Linked DNA regions of Mus musculus: region 2 is linked to region 1. A link is a contact called in public Hi-C data. All regions are on one chromosome and are shown on one strand. The core of a region is the stretch at or near the end of the contact, and the rest is flanking DNA. Distances in the headings are between cores, read along the strand shown.

What was found. Hi-C and Micro-C count contacts between places; a contact is called where the count stands out from the background.
Region 2: a contact with region 1 is called in a Hi-C map of uterus, with 4 times the contacts expected there. The contact joins two enhancer-like sites. A contact is called at or near these places in 8 of 484 Hi-C or Micro-C datasets (embryonic stem cells, nephron progenitors and uterus), 2 of 115 datasets of contacts at active chromatin or transcription factors (both in embryonic stem cells) and 1 of 9 other capture datasets (embryonic stem cells).

The regions. Positions count from the first base shown.
Region 1 is chr1:168,210,404-168,217,532 of GRCm38.p6, reverse strand. The region is part of intron 2 of Pbx1 (pre B cell leukemia homeobox 1); the gene reads left to right. Among named protein-coding and RNA genes, the nearest start is that of Gm51671, 130 kb to the left of the region's middle. Within about 2 kb of position 3,217, at least 56 of the 459 cell types and tissues checked have an H3K27ac peak or open chromatin away from gene starts, as enhancers often do. A contact at or near this core is called in uterus, where this site is marked.
Region 2 is chr1:168,065,031-168,071,931 of GRCm38.p6, reverse strand. No RefSeq gene overlaps it. Among named protein-coding and RNA genes, the nearest start is that of Gm51671, 280 kb to the left of the region's middle. Within about 2 kb of position 4,886, at least 16 of the 459 cell types and tissues checked have an H3K27ac peak or open chromatin away from gene starts, as enhancers often do. A contact at or near this core is called in uterus, where this site is marked.

The sequences.
Region 1 (7,129 bases), core at 1,968-4,467:
AGACACCAGACTCTTAAGACGATCATTTCTAGTTCTTTACCAGCATACCAGCCTCCTGAAGGCAGTGTCTCACGCAGTGCAGGGGAGCCTCCTACTTGCTTTGTAGCTGAGGGTGATATTGAAGTTATGATCTTCCAGCCTTCACCTTAGGAGTGATGTAATAACAGGTCTGAGCCTCAGAGGAACCCTCCATGTACCAAACACTGGATTATACTTTAGTAAATAATAATCATGTGTTGGACCAGGTGATAATATGTCCTTAATTCTGGGAAGAGGTGAGTTCAAGGTCCTCCTGGTCTACAGAGTGAGTTCCAGGACAGCCAGGGCTATGTAGAGGGACTCTGTCTCAAAAGAAAAAAAAAACTGTCATCACCATCATCATCATAAATAACAATAATAACGTTATTTTATTTATAATCAGAATGGTGGCAAATTAATATTATCACTACTTATTTGTTGATGAGGAAAATGAAACTAAGAGGCAAAGTCACACAGTGAGAGTCTATAATGTGGGTTAGCATGGAGATATCCCCCTTCTATCTCAGTGTACTTTCTCATGGTTCCTCATGCCGTGTTATAGACCTGAGGGAAGAGAAGCCCGAATGTACACGTCTGTTCTCTTGGCTGTTAGAACTTGGTGGTGGGGTTGAGAAACGTATCATGCCCTAGCAAGAACCAGGCAATGCTCTGGGCATCTTATGGAGACTTTAATCCACAAAACCTTTTCAGTTTAAGGCAAGAGACCATCAAGAAACCCCTCCTGCTTTCAGTAGTGAGCTGGTGTAGAAGGTGCTGTTGTAGAAAGAAGCCTTCCTCTCCATGGGGTGTGCAGTATCCTCCAGCCACTGGCTCCACACTTCCCATGCTTCTTATGTATAACTAAGTAGGGATGCTTTCCCACGTCATGAGTTCCCATGTGCAGTCCAGGCCTTACACACCCTACCCTGGCCCTCTCCCGGGCCTCATTCCCTTTCCTCAGATGTCTTAAATACATGGATCTGAAGGCAGAGGCAGTATGAAGTCATGCCCCAACCCCCCGACTTCTGCAGCTTTTCTTGGGACAAAGGGGGTTTCCCGAGCCGCCATACAAGCTTTAGCTATTAAGATCTATAAGTCCGTCACTCAGACAGCCGGCACCCATCCAGAAATGCAGGCGCCTGTTGCCCAGTGCATTCACTTTCTCTCTGCCAGCTGGCCCGGGGAGACTCGGTGTGCCAAGCAGGGAACGTGTGAATAGGATCCATCCATGCCCGCACATCCCCTGAGAAGTACAAGCCCTGTGACCAGAAGGGCCGAAAGCTAGCCCAGAGAAAAGAAGAACTTGCTGTGTCTCTAAAGAAAAATCCCTAAACAGAAATGCTCAAAATAGTAAAACCATCCCAAGAGTGTCCTGTGTTTTTGTTGTCATCCCCTGCCTTAGAAACTTCACCCACAGCTCCACGTGCTGTGGCTCTGAGCCAAGTGGGAAGAAATGACTGCACTTTCCAGGTCCTGGCTAGAGCGCCCTTTGAAAAATCAGTGCGGCCTTGATACCTTAAGAAACACTCCATAAAGATGCTTGCACTGAAATCCTTAAAGATCTTACTGTCTCGTTGCTGGAAGGAAGTTTACAAGTCCCTTTCTGATATCATATGCTGTTTATGCATACCTGATTGCTAATAAGCCAAGAAAAATATTGGAAGGATTGAAAGATATCTTGTCTTCACACCAAGTGGTATCACTTTAGGAGGCTTTTGACCCTGAACGAAGCCCTGTGTGATTCTAAGGGGACAATACTGAGTATCAGAGTGAGTCCCAGATTTATAGATTCTGTGCACTGGAACCCTCTGAAGAGGCCATTCTAGGCCAGCAGCCAGGAAGATTCCCGCTTGGTCCTCTAAGGTCTGAGTTCCGTCAGTACTGGGCTCTCTGGAGCCTATCCATCAACCGTTGTCTGGCAGCTGCCTGTAATGCTGGATTGTGAAACTGGGGGAATCAAATGGTTAATCATTTCCATTTACTTGATAGACGACTCTTTAAAATAACTCACCCAGACAGCTTTTCCATCAAAGACGGAAGAGGCTTGAGCACTTCGGGGGAAGAGCGCCTATAAGTACAACCCCAAGCTTCAGGCTACTAAGGAATGGAAGATGTGGGTCCCGACACTGTTTAGAAGAATCAGTTCATAGCACAGTCATTTTCCAGCTGGAGAAGTGTCCACCGGTTTGTGGATGGTTATGCCTGTAAGGAAATGACAGAACCTGAAAGGTCGGGGTGGAGGAGTAAGGGGTTGGGAAGGGGGGAGGTGTTCTACAAAGCTTAAAGCAGTTTGGTGTACTCTTAGGCCTCGGGGGAACCCTTCACAGATACCAGTCCTGTGCTTGGGTGACTCTCCCTCACACAGAGAGCCATTGCCTTAATGTCAGCATAGCATTGCTTGTTTAGAATGGCCACATATGAAAGGCAGATCTGAGTTTTGGGAAATGGGCACTGGAAGAGACGGGAGAGCAAACGTGTTCTCTCTGTACAACTTACAACCGGAGGGTGGGGCACGTGTCAGGAACCAGCTGTGGCAGGACACAGATGCCTAAGACGCCATAGTTCTACATCCTACTTGGCTGCTGTGCACAAGAGCGCTGAAAAGACCCGAAGAGGTGCATAATACATGATCCGGGAGATCATGGGAGATCACCATGTCACCACTGGCTTCCAGGAGCTCTCGATCTTGGTGGCAGGAGCCTGCCTTGTTTTAGCCAAGTTTCTGTACCTTTATAATCTGTAAGTGTGCTAGCAGAGCGTGTGCTTTCTGTCATCAGGTGACACAATTCAATGTGCACAAAGGGTCCCAGCGGATGAATGGTTTCACTTTCTAGAAGTACAAGGGCAGGTTACTTCTTTCTCCACTGGCTTCAGAGCTCTGCCTGGCTTGGGCTTGGCACCTTCTTCTGCCTTGGTACCTTGAAACCATGAAGAGACTTCCTCAAGCCTTCCCTAAGTCTTATGTCCCTTCTCCAACCATCTCTTTATCTTGCTCAGCTGAGCGAGTCTCAAGCTTCACTCCATAGCCTGAAACAATGCCTTCTGCTAATATGCCCTCCTCCCTGTCTGCCCACATTTGGGAATCTCAAATCGGAGTAGATCCCAATTCCCCAGCTCCATGGAGATGTTGGTAGCTATGGGACCCTTCTTTAAACAAGTCCTCGGTGGGGAGAGAGTGCCCTCTAGTGGGCATCAGCCAGGAGCGACTCTGGAGCTGTGTTGCTCAGCCAAGGACAAAACAATCCTTTGCACAGACCTCCCACTGGCTCTCTTGAATGTGCCTTTGGGTTTGGTTTGTTTTTCTCCTTGTGTGAAGAAAATAAATAAAGAATGAACAGCAGGAGGCCAGTTGTGAGGGCTGCTCCAATCAGGCTGTGACAGTCTCCTTATCGCTGGAGTTTTAGCACCGGATTAACCCTAGGGCAAGTGATAGCAGCTGATGTGACTTCAGGTGTTTTCTGAAGGCTGTGACAACCTCTGTATAAATCACTTACCTGTCGTGACTGGTCTCTGTCGTGATTGGAATGGGAGGCAGTGATTTGTGAGTAGGAAACCCCTTTAAGAATTATTAGCTAACAAGGATAAATATCTTGGTGTTATGTACAGCCAGTGGGGCTGTTGGGACCCTGTATGACCAGCATGCACAGGCAAGGGGACTCTTAAAGCTCAGTTTCAGGGAAAGCTGTTGGGCAGGAGAGGGAAAGGAAGGAGGGAGGGGGTGCTGGGCACCCATCAGGGAGGCGGGAACCTGATCATATGTGATGGCTGCAGGATTAGGTAACAGCTCGGCTGGTTGAAATTGGATCTTGGAGGACGAGTGTTAACATCTCTGGTGTCCCAGTGAAAGGTTCATTTGAGTCTTGCATGGTGCTAGAGAGATAAAAAGGAGCTTTTAAATAAGCATTTTGTATCCAGCTCACCAGAGTACTGACTTCAAGCCATAAATAGGAAGTGTCACTTCTGTTAGCCGTATCGCTTATTTCTTTAAAGCTGGCGGCATTTTTTTTTTAACTGACTAGCTGAACAATTTCCGGGTCAGTGAATCCAAATACCTCAGTTTGTTTGTTTTGTTGTTGTTGTTGTTGTACTAGTATCTTGAAATCTTGTCCTGGGAAGAAATACAGACCTGCAAGATTCTCTGCCTTTTTCAAACACACACGTGCACCCCAAGACCATCAGAGCAATCACCTCCTATGTACTATAGCACAACAAAGTGCTCCCCTATTTGTGCCTACTTCTTGCACATTGTCCAGTGTAGTTTACTTTCATGAGTAGAGTATAATTGAAATGGTGCAATGTGTGTGTGGACGGAGGACGGTTCTTCTGGGTTTCTTCTTCTTCTTCTTCTTCTTCTTCTTCTTCTTCTTCTTCTTCTTCTTCTTCTTCTTCTTCTTCTTCTTCTTCTTCTTTTCATTCTCTTATTTTCAAATCTCTGGTAGAACCTTTCTTTACATGTCTGTAAAGCAATTGTGATGAGTCTTGGCAAACCCAATCTCCTCTGAATGAGTATTCAATTAGAGCATTTACCATGTAAAAATTAAGCTCCTTTATTGTTGCCCACCCCACTTCTACCTGGGTAAATCTTTACCCACCCAGGAATCAGTGCATCCCAATGCACTGTCCGTGGAAACTTGCAGTCTGGGTAGGCAAGGACTGTTATACAATAGGCCACTACTGTCCTCTGCATTGCTCCTGCAGCACCCTGAGGGAGTTCCCTGCCTTATTGAAAATATCAAAAAAAAAAAAATCAAGGATAAGCACACTCTTCATTAGGTTGAGGAGAGTTGATAAAGAGGAACTTGGTTGTTTAAAAGCACCGAGGCACAGGCCTGACTGAAACCCAGAGAGGTAGAAAGAAAGAAATATCAGCCATATGGGAACCAGCAGTATGAACCTGTTCATGGTCACTTGCCTGAGTACCAGTCAGTCTATCTTTCTTCTTCCTCACAATTGCTTTTGCTGCATCTGGGAGTTTAGGAGGCCATCTTTGGCACCTGCTCTGTCGGAGGAGAGGAATACCTGACATTGCTTTGGGCAGGCATTGCCTGGGCGGGCAGCCGCCTACTGATGGGTAACATGTTCTTTTTGAATGTGCTGTCGTGGATGAGAAAGGATGATGGATATCTATCATCATGCCTTAGTGGCGGGCCATGTGCAAGGACCATAGGCTGCAGAGTCACCAGGAGACATCTTTGGTCGCATTACTGTCTTATTAAGCATCATGGGATTTTTTTTTTAATCCCAGGGAGTTTGATTTGGTTTCTTCTAAAGAAAGTACATTGGCTCTCTGAGTCAGAAGACTGGATTTAGAGACTGGTATAGTGAGACATATATTTATAATCCTAGCATACAGTAGAGGCCAAGTAGGGGTTTTATGAGCTTGAGGCCAGCATGGATGTGTATAGTAAGACCTTGTTGAATGAACAAATGAATGAATGAGGATTCAAATATCACCTCAGAATGGTATTAGATTGATCATCTTAAATAATCAATCTAAAACAACGTATTTCTAATAGCTCAGAGGTAATTTCTTTTTTAAAATTTGTGAAGGGCTCATAAATATCTTTTTGATAAAGTGATTAAAATTCACCAAGCAAAGAGTCACACCTATAAACCCTACAAGTGATACCTTCATACCTACCTACCTTGGATGTGATGACAGCCAGATTTAGAGACCCAATGTGTGGAAGGTTAGATGCTCAGTGTCTTCAGAGCCTGGCATGTAGGTCATGCAGGAAGTAGTGTTCCCATCTAGTCCCTATCGTAAGGAGCCTTTGTTGGTGTTGAGTTTGTCAGAGGATTTTGTAGATCTCAGTAAAAATGTGCATCATACAGAAGAGCATGGCTCTGTTGTTCATAGTCACTCCAAGGGCTGTTTCTATAGAAAGTTCTGAGCCTACCAAAATAAGATTTCATTGAGGGGGATCCTCCAAGTACATCAGCACAATTACTTCACCTTATAGTTATCCCCACTGTATCAACTCAATTTGTACGTGGAAAAACTTTGGTGTGAAAGGGAAAATCTAATAGCTACCGAGGTGTCATGGTGTGTGTGTAGATAGCTTTCTTTTCTTGTCTACGTCTTCCCTTCCTTCTTTCCTTTCTATCTTCATCAAGCAGTACCCTTGATAACCTTTGCTGCCAACTTTTGACATTCCTCCTGTGTTGGAAGAAAGCCACGATGTAGTTTTTCTTCTGGACCAGGAACTAGAGTTTCCTTCAGAATGAAGTGACAAAGATGCTATCTGTTGGGAGCCAGGAGCATATGGGCACAGCCAGCAGTGATACTGGCATTACCTGAGAAGGTTTGGCCTTATCTCCACGTCCTCTTATGTTGGGCTCATCCCTATCTTCCCCATCACAGCCCCTGGAGTAGGGAGGGCTGCCTAGGAGGCAGTTAGCTCTGGTCCGTTCTCTTGGTACCCTCAACAGGTCTTGACTCTCAAAGTTCTTGTTCATCCACTAGGATCTAGATCCCATCTCTTCCATCATTGTCCTTCCCTCCTCTTCTGTTCTCAGAATTCTCTCCTTTTTTGTTGTTTGTTTGTGATTTCCAACATTGAAAATGTTCTTCTTGTTCTCTTTCAACAAAAACTTGGTGGCTGATGACATAACTGGATTTAGCTGAGTGGTTTGTTTATCGTAAGGCAGGTTGTGTGCAAGGGGGACAGAAGCATCTTTCTTGTTAGCTGGTCTGCATAATCACTTTATTTCTTTCAGTTCAAGTCACCCCCACCCACAAAGTTGTGATGCTTCGCTAAAAAGTACCCTGGTTTTGATCTGAAACTCTTTTCAACCAGAACCCAGGGTTTGGTGAATCTAGCAAAACATCTTCTTACAAAGACCACACCCTTGCTCTGCACAAACACCACACCCTTGCTCTGCACAAAGACCACACCCTTGCTCTGCACAAAGACCACGCCCTTGCTCTGCACAAAGACCACGCCCTTGCTCTGCACAGAACAGAGCGCTTAGCCTAGATGGATGGAGCTTGGATTTGAAACCAGCGCATCCCTTCACTGGGGTCATTTTGTCTTTGTATTTTTCTAGACTATTCTTTCAGCTAGTTCAGGGAAAAGCTCTCAAGATTTAATTCCATGGACTGGGTTTA
Region 2 (6,901 bases), core at 3,637-6,136, 150 kb after region 1:
AAGATCAGCGGTTACACAGGTCCAGTGGTCTCTGTCTCCCTCCTTATTGGCACATGTGGTGGAGTATTTTGAAAGAACAGTAGTCCCTGACCTTGAACAAAATATGTGCTCTCCAGGAGAAAGCCCTTGCTTGTGTGGGGGCATACATACATGTTTTATGTGACTCACAGAGACCATTGGTTCTCTACTAAGCCTTCCTCCATTTTCTCATTTGTGTTTGTAAGAGAACGTCTGTATCACTGAGGCCAAAGCCAAAGCCAAAAAAAAAAAAAAAAAAAAAAAAAAAAAAAGCCCTGGTAACAAGGCATCCCTCCTCCTATCTGATAGCAGTTAGGAATGACTAATTAAGCTCTGAGCATGTAAATGGGATCTGGCAGGAGCCCCTAATCTTTAACATTGAGAACCATGCAATCCATCTCCTCACAAAAGCTTCAAAAAGTCTCATAATGTTCTAAATAGGTTTACAACTTTGTCTTGGGTATATTCATAGCTACCCTGGCATGCATGTGGCCCATAGGCCACTAGTTGGATACATTTGACAGAAATGGATGGAGATCTCCCTCTGCTGTGTTTCTCTTCTACTTTTGGACCTGCAGGCTGGAACTTCAGCCATTCTATTGAATGGTCCATGAGCCAGTGTTATGCCCTTCCTTTTAGCTAAGGATAGCAAGGAACAATAGAAAGGTTTGTTTCTTAATTGCGAAGAGCTGTCACGTCAGCCTTTGACCCACTCACCTCCAGGCTTCCTTTGAGAGTGGAAAGCATTCTGCTTTGATTTCGCTAAGGCTGTCTTATTTCTCTGTCCTCTGCAGTAGTCTCTAACCTTAGCAGATACATTTCAGAATGTATCTCTTTCTCCTGGGATGAAAATGAGCCACATGGCTAAGGATTGATCAGGTTTCTACTGCTACATACTTTTAGTGATTTTTCTGGTGGTAACTAACAAAAGTCAACTAGATTTAGCTTACACAGGAAAGGAAAGCAGACTATGAATAGTAGATACACATGTCCAGCCCCACCAATTCACTCTCTGCTAGACTTTTATCGTCATCATAAATGGTATCTTGAGTACTGACTTATCTGGCTTATTTCACTCAGCTTGATCTGCTCCAGATTAAGATCTGCTGTTGAGACTGGTACCATCTCCTTCCTTTTCTATTGAATCACAGTTTTCTCCACTCACGTCCCCGTGGACTGAGCTTGGTGGTTATAACTATTGACACAGTGACATATTGCTGCAGTGACTGGGGCGGAGCTCAGAAATGTTTCCAGGTCTTGCCCTCTGTGCCCTCAGATGCATACCTGGTACAAAGGTACTGCATCCCACAGTGTTTTCATCAATGGCCACTTCACATTCCCAGCAGCAGCAGCAGCAGCAGCATACAATAGTTCTCTTTTCCCGCATCTGCACCAGCATCTCTCAGTTCTTCTATGGAGTAGACACACTGAGAGGCACCCCATGATACTTCCTTATGGCATTGATCTACATTCTTCTTTATGATTGGTGAGGTTGTGCTCCTAACAAGCGTCTGTTTATTCTTACATTGTGTTTATTCTTTGGAAAACTATCTATTTGGCTCCTTGAATAGATTTTAAATGTTTATTTTGTGTTATATATATATATACACACACACATATAAATATTCTGTTCTGTTTTTTAATGAATATTCATTTATGTCAGTTTCACAATGTTTCTTTCTTCTTCTGATGTTAAACTTTCTCTGTTGAATTTTCCAGCTCAATCACTTTGTTTTTCTGCCTCAGAGTTTGTCTCCTTTGTTCTGCTTTTGTCTCTGTTAACCATCCCAGCTTCACTCACTTCTTGTTTTCCTAACATATTTGGTCTTTATCTCTGTTTACTTGAAGAGAGCCTGGTCTCCTTACCATGATTGTTTTGAATGTTTTGTCAGTCAGCTGGCAGGTCTCCGAAGCAAGAGACCCTGCATGTGTTGATTGGTGCTGGAGACAGCAAGTTAGTAGGCTTGCCGATGTGTCTACAGATAGACAGCTCAACCGAGCCCTGTACTGGTGTCCACAGAGAAGCCAAATGGTGTGGAAAACAGGAGTTCCTCCGGGTGCTGGGCTGCACAGGCTTTGGAGAGACGTAATGGGGACAAAGTAAAAGGGTTCTTTACCTCTCTGATTTCTGTGTTCTCTCTGGGAACTGTAACACCAATTCTAGGGCTCTCCTGATGGATGGCAATTTTATCAAGTTATTGTTAATGCTGTGTTCTTAAGTCTTGAATAGTGTGCGGTGTGTCACACCCTTGTTGTTTGAATCATCCCAAATCCACATTTAAAGGACACAAATGAATGTGTGAATGGGGATATAACTACAACAATTATTTGGGACTGAAATTCATTTAGTGAACTTAACTTTATTTACTGAAACACCAGTGCTGGATAATGTGTAGTATAAGACTATGAAGTAGAAGGTTAAGGCAAAATTGAGAAATTGGTCAGCTTTTTTCCATGTCACTCCCTGTCTACCACCCTGTGACATAAACTTCTATTCAGCAGGCCAAGGTCCCATCAGCCCCCTTCCAGCCCTCCTTCTGCCCCAGCTGCTCTGTGTAGACAGCCTCCTTGGCCCTAAGTCTACTTCTTCAATGTCCTGCCTTTGGCTTTAATTAACAAACTAATTCAGGTCCAAGAATTAAGAACTGGTAATGACTAAATGCCTTATTTATCCCTGAAGACCATTTTATTTTAATTTTGAATTTCTCTGTCTTACACTATTGCAATGAAAGATGGGAGACTGGCGTGCCCTTGGCCAGCCATTAGAGGCTGTGTTTTTGGAAAGCCAGCCATGGCTGGCATTCTTTAAATCACAAGACACAGACAACTAATCATACATAAGCTAGTCCTGAATGTTCTGTGACCTCTCTAAGGATTTTCTTAGAAACACACACACACACACACACACAAGTTTAGATTCCTTTTCTCCTAGTGATGACTATAGCCTCTAAGTCACACTCTTGTATTTGTCTTGAAAGTCCCTGATTTAATAATATGGTGATTCTGTTTAGCTCAAACATTCAACATTTGAAGCCCAGAAATTGAGAGGAGGACTGGTTTTTATCACATTCTCCACCGTAGTCCAAATGGCAATGAGACATATTTTGGCCAGTCCTGGTTTGACGTTTCTGTGTAAACAAGGCATCTGAAGCAAGGTGGAATTAGTAGCACTTTGTTCTTCTTCGAAGTACAGTACTGAATAAATGTCCCTTCCCCATTGGGAAAAAAAAAAAAGATCCTATGAGTAACCATAGTGATAATAATTCCATCTCCAAGTAAAAATTATTATTGTTATCTTTGTTGGCAGCTCTGTTTCTTTTTTGTCACAAGGAGACAGAAGGCAGACAGCGTCTTGAAGTCTGTAAAAGGCTCACCTAAGCAGGACGAGGAGCAGCTGCATTCTCTCTCAGCGGAGCACAGAACAAGGGAACATGGCTTAACCATAGAACGAGGAAATGGTTCCTGGCAGTGTGCTCAGTGGGTTGTCATGGGAGTTTACAGAGTTGTCTTCTTTAGGCGTCTTTGAAAATAGCTTAGCTGATCTGTGCCTAGAATGGCAGATGCTTGTCCTGCTTTGCTTGTGTCCACTGCACATTTAGCATGCTCTTGCTGGGGCAGTTGTGTCCATGCATACTGTGACCACAGAAGCAATGAGCCATGTCTGTTATGCACACCAGGCTTAGAGTGCAGAGGGTGGGCTCTGAAACCATGAGGAAATAAGCAGGGTTGAGGGTTGGAAAACTAACCCTACAATGATTGTTTCAGCTTACCCATTTGTGGTTAGTTAGATACCACCCTGTTGCTGTTTTCCAACATTTGGACACGATTCAAGGACTGAAGAAATGGTTCAGAACCTATGAACATATATTTCTCTTGCAGAGGACCCATGTTTCTTTCCCATCACCCATGCCAGGCAGCTCACAAGCTCCTGTAAAACACACACACACACACACACACAGAGAGAGAGAGAGAGAGAGAGAGAGAGAGAGAGAGAGAGAGAGTTAAAAGAGAGAGACATAGAGAGAGAAACAGAGAGAGAAAGAAAGAATGAACAAATGAAGGGAAAGGAAGGAAGGGAGGGAGGGAGGGAGGGAGGGAGGGAGGGAGGGAGGGAGGAAGGAAGGAAGGAAGGAAGGAAGGAAGGAAGGAAGGAAGGAAGGAAGGAAGGAAGGAAGGAAGCTGGACTCAACCAAAAGCACTCCCTTTGCCCAGAAGTCATGGTGAAATTGACAGATCCAGCTCCTCCTTGTGGGTTCCCTAATTTGTCCCCTTCCTCACTCTGTGCAGATCTGGAGAGGGACTTGGAGTTCTCTGAAGTGGGGTTGTATGCTAGCATTGGGAATCATTCCAACATCCATAGAGAAACATCCTACAAAAGGCTTCAACTGTTGTTAAACCTTAGTCTTCATTCTTCTGGCCCCGCTGATAATCTCTCTTCAGAGAATGTGCTTTCATTTCAAAAGCTATGGTCAGAGCCCCCGCTCTGTTCTTCAGCAACAATAATATTTTACCTCAGAGCTGACATTTATATGCAGGCAACTCATTTGTTACAAATTCTAATTGCGGAGCAACAACCCAAAAAAGGCAATGCAAGAGGCAAAAGGAAAAAAGGCTCAGAAACCCTTTGAGATCTCATCTAATTAAAAATGCAAATTAAGAGAGAAACCCGGAGTCATAAGTCCTGCTCAGTCTTTTCAAAGGCACCAATTACCAGTGACTCATTGGGAAAGGGACTGTCCTTAATTTTAAGACACATTTCTCAACAGCATCCCATTGACAGGAAATTAAAATGACTACCAGCTTAGAAGAGTTAGCACTTCAGCCTTGGTTGTCCAGGCTTTAAGGTTCCTGTTGTTCTGTTTCTTTAGCAACCGCAGCTAACGCAGATGACTTGCTGCCTCCGACTTCTCCTGAGGTCTAAGAACATTTTGTTTCCCAGAGATAAGCAATCTCATCTCTGATCTCATCCAGTCGCTTCTCATGGAACTAAACTGAAGGACATTCCAGAAAAGAACAAACTCAATGAAACCGAAAAGAATGCTTTAGAAGGCAAGTCAGCAGGGACGCTATTGGGGAATAAATGCCATTAGATGGAAGTTGAAGACTCTTGCTGGCTCTGAGTCTGGCCGTGCTTTTATATGAATCTATAACACATGCCAAGGGCTTCATGATTGTTATGTCTCTCGGTATTAATAAAGCATACATAGTACTTTTTGTCCTAACATGTTCTAAAATGGAGATGTTTAAGTCTTAGAACTAGATGACAGAATTACAAGAGGTTTTCTGGATTGAGCTCTCTGTCTTGAACTCACCTGACAGGGACAGCGTGTCGATATTATTTGAAGTCTAAGTGGAAGACAGAGACCACACGATAATTCCACAAGGAAATGTTCTCAAAGGGGGAATTGATAATTCAGCACTTAGGAAGTGGGAAGAGTGGGAAGTTTGCCCGTGAGATTGAGCCTCAGTCAGGTCTAAATAGTACATGTCAGATCCACCAGTGTGAAGACTACATAAGACTCCATGTCACAAGACAGAACAAAATAAAACACAAACAACGTAATTTTTAAATTACATCATTGGCTTGAAGAAACAAGGGACTGCCTATTAAGAAGTAAAGAGAGCTCGATGGGATATAAGGCTACAGATAAAGGTGGCAGGCACTACCACTCAGACTGATAACGTACTCATGAAAAGCTCCCCCCTCAACCCCAAGCCAAAGAGATCTCCTTGGTTCCCTGAATAATGAATTCACTGAGATGACAAGAAGGGGGGCTTTGCTAGAAACTCAGCCTGCAGGTTAGTGAGGGAAGCTGTCAAGGATCAGGCCAAGTTGACAAAGGATCAGCCAGAGTCCTTTATGATGGGTAGATGTCTGGGAAGTGTCCTCCATTGCAGACACTTGAGGTGGTGCTAACGTAGTCTGCTAGGCATCGAGTCTACTGCAGAAGTAGGACATTGGAGAATCTGTTCACTGCAGGAGTTAGGCTCAGGATAACTTCTCCCTGCTGCGGGAGGTGGGCATTGGAGAAGCTGTTTATGCTGTAGGCTTGCAGCACTGTGGAGGTCATGCACTCTTTGGAAACTGGGTGCTAGGGTGATTGTACACCCCGCAGTAACCTTGCCCTAGGAAAGACATTTGCACAGCAGGAGCTGAGCACTTTCCGGGAGCTGTGTATGGTAAAGAGACTGCCAGAGAGCACAAAGGAACCAAGGGGAAAAATCCCACCCTCTAACTGTGTTCTTCTAGCATCCTCTACTGACAAAACATTGTGTTTGCTGGCCGTAGAGAAGTGTTTAAAGGGCTCATCTTCATTGTTAAAGAAAAAGGAAAAAACAAAAACAAAAACCAAAAAACAGGCTATAAGATTTGGATTTGGAAGTGAAAAGCTACAGAGCAATATTAGTACATCAGCTATTGTACCAGTCTTTTTACATGTGATCTCACTCATTCCCTTCTCTTATTCTGAGTTGTGGGTATCCTGACACACAGTACACAGGAAATGGAAAAATTTAAAGGCTATCCAAGAACTAGGGAGAGGCAGAGTGAGAGTTCAAGTCTAATCTGGGCTAAATTATTTTCTTTTTGTATCAAGTTTACTCCAACAGGATCTGGGCTTCTTGTAAGAGTAGGGGCTTAGCAGTCCAACTTCAGGAAGGAGGTAGGGATGAAGAGTGAAAGATAGAGGCAGTGGGGGTTCTAGTGTGCTGGAACGATGGGAGATGGAGTTGCATTTCTGTGATTGATAGGGAAATGGGATAATGGTGGTAGATTTGCCTTTTCCTCAAGTGATTAATATGTAAATTTAGGATCTTTTCTAAATAGTAGGACAACATCAGGAGATATTAAAAACATAATTTAAGTTGCCTTTGCCTTTATTCT